2 separate regions of the Gossypium hirsutum genome follow, and region 2 is linked to region 1. A link is a contact called in public Hi-C data. All regions are on one chromosome and are shown on one strand. The core of a region is the stretch at or near the end of the contact, and the rest is flanking DNA. Distances in the headings are between cores, read along the strand shown.

What was found. A called contact is a pair of places that touch in the nucleus more often than the background predicts.
Region 2: a Hi-C map of seedling shows a contact between it and region 1, with 2.1 times the contacts expected there. The contact joins the promoter of LOC107897394 here to the promoter of LOC107897388 in region 1. A contact is called at or near these places in 4 of 34 Hi-C or Micro-C datasets (leaf, petal and seedling).

The regions. Positions count from the first base shown.
Region 1 is chrA10:6,929,980-6,935,283 of Gossypium_hirsutum_v2.1, forward strand. LOC107897388 (protein FLX-like 3) reads left to right here and starts at 2,534. Exons shown (of 8, transcript XR_005903712.1): 1 at 2,534-2,701; 2 at 2,842-2,899; 3 at 3,780-4,320; 4 at 4,475-4,620; 5 at 4,957-5,039; 6 at 5,146-5,246. LOC107897391 reads left to right here. Exons shown (of 3, transcript XM_016822844.2): 3 at 182-668. The coding sequence ends at 495.
Region 2 is chrA10:7,317,166-7,322,469 of Gossypium_hirsutum_v2.1, forward strand. It overlaps LOC107897394 (serine/threonine protein phosphatase 2A 55 kDa regulatory subunit B beta isoform), which reads left to right and starts at 2,977. Exons shown (of 14, transcript XM_016822846.2): 1 at 2,977-3,463; 2 at 5,023-5,126; 3 at 5,224-5,304. The coding sequence starts at 3,352.

The DNA of each region.
Region 1 (5,304 bases), core at 1,284-3,783:
TGTTGTTCACCCTCACCAACTTATGCTGCTTTCTCTGGTCCGAACTCAAATTTGTAACATAAGTTTGCTTTTTATTGTCAAATTTGTAAAGCTTGGAATTTGTAAGTTGGGCCTTGAGAATTCAATGTTTCAGAAACATGAATTGCTTCTTGTCTGTTAAAGATGTGTATGATTAATGCAGCTTATCTCTTCATGAGAACGAAGAAAAAGGACACGAACTTAGCAGAAGATGACGTTGATTTGAGTCCTCCTGTATCAACTACACCTGTCACTGCAACTCCAGTTACTGAAACCCAGTCACCTGTATCATCCATCACACAGCCTTTGAAGTTGCCTGAACCGATTCCGGAGAGCCAACAGCGTGAACTTTTTAAGTATATATTGGAAGAGAAGAGGAAAGTGAAACCGAAAGATCCCGAGGAGAAGAAGCGGCTGGACGAAGAGAAAGCTATACTCAAACAATTTATCCGAGCTAAATCCCTACCACAGTTATGACTTGATAATCCATTGTTTAAACTTGGATATATTGCCTTTGTTTGTTTGTTTGTTTAAGAAATTTGGAAGTTTGGTTTCCTGGATTTCATGCATTCTGTTTTCTGGTTGAAAATGTACAATTTTCTTGAGGAAGTACTCTCTTAATACGGAAGCAAGTATGCCATTGCAAATCATGTACAATTTTGCAGCAGGATGTGGAAACCCTAACTTCCCTGTCTCTTAATTTCATTTCATTTTTACAATAGAGAATAATTTTCAAAATATTTTAAAAAATTAAATTAAATTAAATAAAAATATTTTTATGAATATTGGTTACATTTAACGTAATCTTTTACATCGGTGTATGTAAATAATTTTTCTTTTTTAATTTTTTAAAAATAAATTTTTCTTTAAGTATATATAATTTCATAATATATAAATTTTGTACAATTAATGTTCTAATAATCTACCCATTGAATTTATCAGTATATTTGTACTTGTCATTCATATAAAATTTTTAAAGCAATCCGATAGTCATATCATATCGATCTAAAATATATGTATTAATATTTATTGAACGATTGAAAGTTTCTTTTTTACATAAAACAAATAGTTAAAATTTTTAAATATATATCAAATTTGACATGCATAATCTATATAAATAGAATATGAAATATGATAGTTGGATCCTTAAAATATTAATAATATAAAAAGATGTAAAATTATTTTAGCTTTACATTGGTATAAATAAATTCTTCCTCATAAAGTACTATATTAGTGTATATTTATATCTATCTATACTATTATTTAAAGGGTTGATTGAATTATTGATATCGCTCGTTAACCAGATTTTAATTCAATTAAAAAATTATTGAAAAACAAATCTTTTTATAAAAACAACAAACATATTTTTATAATTTTATTTTATAATTTATGTTGCCATTAAATATTTTATGCAAAATCTAAAAGGTATATAAAGAGATTTAGACCTAAATTAGTTTTTTTTCTCATGCGACGTATGTGTATAAAATTATTTGAATATAATATCTTTATAATAATTTAAATATATTATATATATAGGTTTTTTTGTCCCAGATTAATACTCAAATTTTGTTTTGTCAATTAAATCGGTACTTTTTGTAACGCCGTTAAGTTTAAGATAAACTGTAGAATAAAATTGTGACATGTGGCATAATGATACCATAATAATGTCATAGTCTATTTTTCTATTCAAGTGTATATTAATTTATTATTTTATTATTATGAGGGGATTGAAATAACAATTTTTATTTTATGCATACTTGAATATCTTGTGAGAATGTTAGCGAAATTTACTAAAATAAATATGAAAAATATTATATAAATACAATATTAATATTAATAAAATGAGTAAATTGATTATTTTACAGCAAGGTGGCTATTATGGAATATAAAATATGTTAGTTGATATTTAAGAAACTTTTTTAATAGTTGAGGAATTTCGAATCATTATATATATGGCATATAAAAAATAAAATAAATAAAATATTTAAGGATATATATTATATATGCCAAAGAAAACTTACCTGTAAATTAACAGATGAATATAACAGCCTCAATGATCTGATAAAATTTCAGAAAAATAAATTTGGAGAGTTGCAGTGTTGGAGTAATTGTAACCTTGTATTGAACCAGATACACAATTTTTAATTAGGGCTGGGACGGGGAATTTTAGTTAATTACACAAATTTGGGGTTAAAAAGTTTAATAAAATGATGTATCAAATGGGGAAAAAAAATTAAATGATTAATAAAGGATATAATTCAACTTAACATCCTAATTTTATATAACCCTTACTCGTTTATACATAATTTATGAAAATAGTTTGTAATTAATATTATTATTATTGAATAAAATATATAATTGTAATTATATTATATTAATTAATTGAACTTAACATAAAATTCATGTTAATTATAAGTGTGTGACACATAGGATTATTATCCTGCTTATATTACGTTAGTATATATATTAATCTAATTTTTATAATTAAAATATATAAAGAATATTTGCCTTTATGAATCACAGGTCTGGCCGACTGTCAGCTAACACCTTCGCTTTTTTCATCTAAGCCTCTAAGCTATCTTGTTCTTCTCAAATTTTGCGCCCAAGACAAGTTTTTTTTTCTTTTTAATATTTGAATCAACTCCCTTTTCACTAACCCTAATCATTCGTATCATTTTCGCAGGTTTCCGTTCATCTTCTTTCCTTTTTCTTTTTTATTATGCTTTGATTAACATTACCAGAAGCTTGGGACTCATATCCAAGATAAGGTTTCTTTTTTATTTTTCTTCTTCTTGTTGCTTAATTCTCTGTTTGGTTGTGCAGGCAAAACGGTGTTGAAGCAGAGAGAAGAAGCGGGATTTTCCCCCTCAATTGTGCTCAAGTGCGAAGAAAAGATTCTCTTTTTTTTTTCAATGTTATTGGGAATTCATGTTTCTAGTTCATCTATTTAAATGAATGGATTTGATATTCTAACTCTTTCCTTGCATATTTACTGGCAAAAAAACCCCTTCTTCCTTGCATCTGTTTGTTTATTTTTGCTATGTGTGTATATATATATTTGTCTGCCAGAAATTGCTAGAAGAGAAACTTAATATTGCAATCTGAAATAGATGATTAGAAATTTCAAGGTGGTTTAGGTGAAATAAGGTTTCTAGCGTTCTGGAGATGGGTATTTGATGACAACTTAAGGGGATTTTTTTCATGGAATTGGTGGGGGTCCCAATCGAGAGAATGGTAGCTTTCTTGTTATATTTCTGCCATAGGAGTTTTGAACATGATGAACTTGGGGGAATTTTAAGGTTGAATTAAGTTTGGCACCTTAAGTGTATGGAGTAGGGGATTTGATGGTTCAAAAAATGTCTGTCAATCCAGATTATTGATTCAAACATTAGGAAAAGTTAGAAAAATCTGGACTTTGTCACTTCTGATTTTTGGCATCCTACATAAGATTCATTTTGAATTCTCTTCAATAGTTGTATGGTAGACTCAGTTGAGCTCTTTTTATTCTGGTTATTAACTATAGATCATCATCGAATCCAGTTGCCACTTTCTGCGTGGTTAATGCGTTGTTTCCTCTTGGAAGTAGACCACATAAATTTTATCAAGGTTTTGATTAACACATTTTCTGTGAAAATGCTATGAGTACATACTAAATCTGTGGTCGGAACTTGGAATCATATTCATAAAATGCTGATTTTAGAATAATTCCAACATTTGTAAAAGCTGACTAAAGATTATTTTATTGTGTTACTTTTTCCCAGAATAATTTAAAATGGCTGGAAGAAATCGCATTCCTCGCGAAGCATTCAATGACCGGCATGGATTTCCTCCTGAAAGATCTTTCCTCTGTGGTCCTCCTCTGCCACAACAACGTCCTCATCCTGTGTTGTTGGAGGAAGAACTTGAAATGCAGCATGCAGAAATTCGGAGGCTTTTGACTGATAACAGCAGGCTGGTAGAAGATCGAATAGCTATACAACAAGAGCTTGGTGCTGCGAAAGAGGAAATTCATCGTTTAAATCTTTTCATTGGTGACGTTCGTGCTGAGCAAGAGCTGTACTCAAGGGGACTTATTGACAAAGGCTTGAAGCTGGAAGCAGATCTGCGTGCAACTGAGCCAATTAAAAAAGAGGTGGTGCAACTTCGTGCAGAAGTTCAGAAACTGAATAATAATAAGCAGGAACTAACTGGTCAAGTTCAGGCTCTCAAACAAGATGTTGGCAGGCTGCAAGCTGATAATCAACAGATACCTGTTCTGAGAGCAGAAATTGATGGCGTGCACCAGGAATTGATGCATGCAAGGTACATAACTGAATCCTTTCTCTCCTTTTTTTTTTTTTTTTAAATTTCAAACAAATAAAAGTATTTCCATTTTGTTGAGCATTTAATTTGTAGTGCTAATCATTAATATATCCAATCATATATTTAAATGCTAAATTTAAAACTTATTTCATAGGAATGCTATTGATTATGAAAAGAAGGCAAATATTGAGCTGATGGAACAGAGACAAGCAATGGAGAAGAACATGGTCTCCATGGCACGTGAGGTTGAAAAGCTACGTGCAGAACTTGCCATTGTTGATGGTAGACCTTGGGCTGCTGGTATGATCTCACTTGTATCTGTTTGGTTGGAGTTTCTCTGTCAAACTTGAGTACTGGGAATGTTTTTAATTGTGCTAGCTGGCTACATTCAGGACCTGTGTTTTTCCAAGATTTCTGTCACCATCTGATACGATTTTCTAACGTTTTCCTACTGAGACTAGTTGTATATAATGGTGTTTATCCACCCTTCCGGTTTTTAAAATTATGACGGTTTAAACTTGGGACTGTGAAGTGGAAAATCTAAGTTCAAAATGCTCGGTGTCTCTTCTGGATTCCATTCAACCAGGCAGTAGTGTTCTATGTTGCTTCTAATCTCACTGTCTTCATAAATGATAGCTCAAGGTGGACCATATGGCATGAAATTCCACAGTTCAGAGGGGGCTTTTCCAGCTTCATATGAAGGATACGGAGCTCGTCTGGTAGTGATGCTTATCTTCTTGTTTGAGTTATTTGTTTGAACTTTGACCTAAAGCTATCACGTCAGGATTGTTATTTTTGCAATTAAAACTTGTTTTCACTTAACAGGCTGGTGCTAATAAGGGTCCTTTTCACGGTCCTTGTCCTGGGACTTGGGAGAAGTCCCGCAATACTGATCGCTAGGAAAGTTATTGCTTGATGCAAGAAAGGTGAAATTGTTGCTCTATTTTGGAAGTGCAAAATATTGACCAGCATGGGGTTATAATC
Region 2 (5,304 bases), core at 1,727-4,226, 390 kb after region 1:
TTCTATTTTTTAATTATCATTAAATTTATTGTTTATTTATTTTTGTATAAAATCATATTATAAATACATCATAATTTATTCTATAAAAAACTCTTTAATTTTAAGAAATGTAATCCTCTGTTTTATGGGAAAAATTTTAGAAATATATTTTAATTTTATTTTCTTACAGAAAAGTTCCATACACCATAATTTATAATCTTAGGAAAACTAATATTTTGTGAGATTAACAACAATAATAAAACATATTCAACAATCGTCTAATTATTATATAATTACTTCACAAATAGGTTAATAATAATTATATTGATGAAACAAAAGCATCTTCTTTATTACTACGCTTTATAATTATCATGCTTATAGATTATTAAAATGTAGTATAATTGATGAAATATGTTTGGTATATTGTTAATGCATTTAAAATTTTCACAACTATATGTAAAATATAATAAAAAAAAGAAAGAAAGAAAATATAAAAAATGGGCCACGTAATAAATTTATGACTCTACTTTTAAAGTTAAAAAAATGTAATGTCAGTATACCATATGCTCACTCATAATTAATTTATTAAAATAATATATTATTTAAATTTTAAAATAACAGTAGATTAAAATATACTATAATATATTTTTAATTATTTTTAACTAATTTACAAATCTACTGTTTTTTTTTTAAGTATTTTAGTTTACCAAAATAATATAATCATTGTGAGTTATCGCATACCTTTTTTCTCTTCCATCAGCCCTTTCTTTCTTTCTTCTTCTTATTTACTACATATGTCTTCTCTCTTTTCAGTTTGCAAATTTATTATGTGGGTATCTTTGTTATCTTCACAAGTCGTAATTAACAGATGATGGTGTCTGTTATTCGTTAAAATTTCACCTGCCACCAGTAGTTTTTATTGGAAAGTAGGTGGCTTTTTGTCACCTTCTTATTTTGTTTATGTTTTGAGAGTATTTTAGAATAATAAATTATTTCACGTGTCGATTTGGACCTGTGTTATCTTCAGTTTTATATATTTTTTTATTTGTTTTTCCATTGTTTAATAAGTCTTTAATTTTAGAAATCTTTTTTCTCTTGTAACACGTTTTGTAGTCTTGCTTATGCATGTAATCTTAGTTTTATAAGTGATATTAGGGATGATTTTGTTGTCGTCCTCTCTAGTTTACTTATTGTATTAAGTGCTTGCAATCACTCCAAATATGTCAAGATTGAGTTGTGACAAAGTCAATTGTCAACATGTTATAATATTTTATTGATGTTGAAGCTAAAACTTTTATTTTATTGATGAAACTTATCATTCACCATCTACGACGAGTATTTACTATTTTTTTCTCAGAATGTTATAGTTTCATTCATTAAATAAATTAATAAATTTAACTCTAAAAAAATATAATCAGCTAAAAGCTTGTTCTATAATAATTAAAAGATTAATAAGAGGAGGAGGAGGAGGAGGAGGAGGAGTTAAGAATAAGAAAAACACGAGAAGAGAGAGAGCAATATGAAATTTATTCATCGACAGGGATATTTACAATATTTTTCTAATATTTATATTTATAGATTTGAGGAGTATAAATGAAATAAAATTATATTTGTAATAGACAATAAAATTTTAAAAATTATCAAACTTCTTATTTTGATATACATCTACTATATAATGATAAAATATTTCTAGCAAATTTAAGATTGTTTCATTTATAAGTGAAATTCCCTCTGAACCTTTTTATTAAAATAAAGAAAAACATATTTGTTACAATAATTTAATTTGATATTCTTATTATTTTTAATATATTTATTTTTGAAATATATTAAATTTCAATTATTTTTAAAAAAATTTAGCTTATTATTTATAATTTTTTAAATTTATAAAAAATAATATGAAATAATTTAACAAATTTAATTTTAAATACAATAATCTCATTCATTGCATTGGTAAAAAAAAAAACAAGTTATATATAATACAGATAAAATTTTCATTTAATTATTTAGTTATAGTAAAATAATAAAGTTTTTATGCTTAAATTTTATTTAAACTTAAGTTTAAAATTTTTATTTTTGGCTAATTTATTTAAATATTTCATATAAAAATAACAAAACACAAAACATCAAATTTTAAGTAAGTGTCCTTATTTTTTTTTCTTTTAAAAATTCACATTAAAATTAATTAAATAAAAGAAGTACAAAAGGTAAAAGTTTACATTGAATTTAAAAACATATTTTCAAAATAGTTAAAGTATGATATTAGTCTCTATACTTTTATAGAATCTCATATTTACTCTATGTACTTTTTAAGTTAAAAATGCAATCATTTTACTTTTTAAATTTAAAAATCTTAGTTCGATTGTTATCGTTGTTGGTAGTTTTGATTAAAATTTGTCAACTTAATATGTTTATTTCTTGTCAATCATATGCTACTGTCATATAAGGATAGCTTAACTAACATGTCATATTGATAAATTTTGATAGAAAATACTAAAAATTTTAATTATTGAACTTGGATTTTTAACTCAATTAAGTAGGAAGACATAATTTTTAACATTTAAGTATATGACCTAATTTTCAAAATTTGTCAAAGTACAAATACTAACAACATAATTTAACCTTTCAAAATCCATAATCAAACAATAAAGGTGAAACATTAGTTTTGGTATGTTTTTTTTGGGCATGCAATCTCCATTAAACCTAGTAGGTCTTACTCAATAAGAAGACTCAAATTCAAATCTTAAATATGACATTGTTAAGAGGGGTGGCTATGAATTTAAAAAATAAACCTCACATATTAACAGTAAATATATAAAAAAATCTCATAAGTCTTAAAAAAAAATTAGCAAAAAAATGATTACATGCACGAGAAAATGTATAAAAAGAACAAAAAGTAACACTTTGATCCACTTACCAATCAACGACTGTAAAAACTGAGAAAAGTCACAGCTTGTGACTTGATCATCTATACATACAAAACTAAAGGGAAAAAGCTTAAATTATTGGGTTTAAGATAGTATTTTCCTTCTCCTACGAAGTCATTTTAATCCTCAGGAAATCTGAAAATCCCGAATTTCTCCTTCCCAGATAGAGAGAAAACAAGCAATTTTTTTAATAAGAGGGAGAATATTTGGGTGTCTGTTTTTTTGTTTTTCTTCGAGCTACTACCAATGGTTGAAACTTGAAATAAAACAAAATTTTATTGTTCCCCTTTCCAATTTAAGGAGGAAAAAAGGGGGGAAAGCTAACTCAATATGCGATTTTTTATTTGATTCTGGGAGTGTGGTAAAATCTAGCTCGTTAAAATTTCCATATTTTTTTTATTGAATATCACACACTGAAAAACTCAAGAAGAGAAAAGCCAAAAAAAAAATGAACGGAGGAGATGAGGTGGTCACAGCTCCGGCAGGCCCGCCACAACCATTGGATTGGAAATTCTCTCAGGTATTTGGTGAACGAACGGCTGGAGAAGAAGTTCAAGAAGGTAATTTCTTCTTGCTTTTGGATCTAATTGGTATTGTGCTGGTTTATTGGAATTAGGGTTTATTTTAGTGATTGGGACATAGTTGGGATCATGGGCTATTGAGTAATTGTTGTTTATGTTAATGGGCAAGGAAAAAAAATCTTGACTTTTTTTTTGGGGGGGGGGGGTGTTGCGGCTGCTTAGATTTGGGAAAAATACTGGGTTTGAGACAATGCTTTGAATCATTACTGGGTAATAGTTTTGTGAGAAAAAAAAGTAGTGTGGAAGTGAACTTGATGAAGTTAGTGATGTTGCATGGACAGATAAGTTGTGCCTCATTTGTTTTTTGTACTATTAAATTAACCATAGTGGTTTGAAACTCAATTTTTTTTCTACGTATTATGTGGTTGTCAGATTTCAGTGATGGCAACTGATTAATAGTATTGAGCACTGAATGGGAACTGGAATCTGGGCATTATCACTCTATTAGGATGGAGCTAGATTATGTTCTAGGAGTTTATTTATGTCGTTTTAAGTCTTAATTCATGCATGGATTACTACATTGATTTGCCATGGGTTTATTATTTAAATGCTAGAAGTAAAGGCAGGTACATTTTAAGTACTCCTGAGTTCACTTGGTGTGTTTTAGTTTGGTTATGAAAGGGTTATGTCATGGCAAACTTTCTAGCAAATGGGACGGACAGAAAGGACATTATACTATCAGTTGAATGATGTAAGAGTATTCATATTTGGCCTTTTTGATAGTTTAAATTTCATATTTTGTCTCAGTAAGTCAATAGTGAAACTTGGCTTAACGAGTTGAGTTAAATCCTGTGTAAGTATATGGTGGGTAAACATCAAAGTCCTTGACTTCTTCTGAAACAGATAAGCAGAGACATTTCGTTATGAAAAGAGTTATAGAAATAGCTTGATGATACTCAGCTTAATGACACTATAAGAATTAGCTAGTAGACAAAAATGGGAAGTTTGAGGTGTAGACATTACATTCTGTTGATGATAATTTATAGTCTTAACTAAATTTTTCAAATTTCAATTTTGAATTGTAGAAAAGAAATGAATGATGAGTCTCTTTGGCAAGAATTCTTTCTTGGAAAGCATTATCTTGGGTAATGTGATCGTCTAAGTGCTTGTCATTTGCTCTCTCTCTCTCTCCCTCCCTCCTTTCCCTTCTCATGTCTCCAAATTAAGCCCATCATTGCCACAGTGATTTTGCCCCCTTAAGCTTGTCAGAATAATTGGGTGAAAGGGCTATGAGAATTTATACTACAGTGGCTGTGAATTATTCTTGGTAAGGCATGGCAGAAATAGTTAATAGTTTATCAAATTGTAACCTTTCTTGTGTTCTCAGAGAGGAGGAAATATTTAGTATAGAAAAAATGACCAAGAGACTTAAGATTTCTGATATTCAATAGTAAGGGAAAAGATTTGACCTTCTTCCCTAGCAATAGCATTGCAGTTTCTTTATAGAAAGTTGGTCAGTCTTGATAAAGTTTTACCATTACTCTTACTGCACTGGCAGTACAATTGTATTTTCTTAATAATTTCTTTTCCTGCTGCAGTTGACATTATTTCAGCAATTGAATTTGATAAAACTGGGGATCACCTTGCCACTGGTGACCGTGGGGGCCGGGCTGTTCTCTTTGAGAGGACAGATACCAAGGATGTGGGTTTTGCTACCTTCACTGATGTTAATATATTAACTTAGTGTTTTTCTTTCATTTCAACTTTATAAAAACTTTTTTTCTTTTTTCAATTTATAGCATGATGCACTGAGAAGGGATTTGGAGAGAACGGACCACTCAATTAATCGGCACCCTGAGTTCCGTTACAAGACAGAGTTC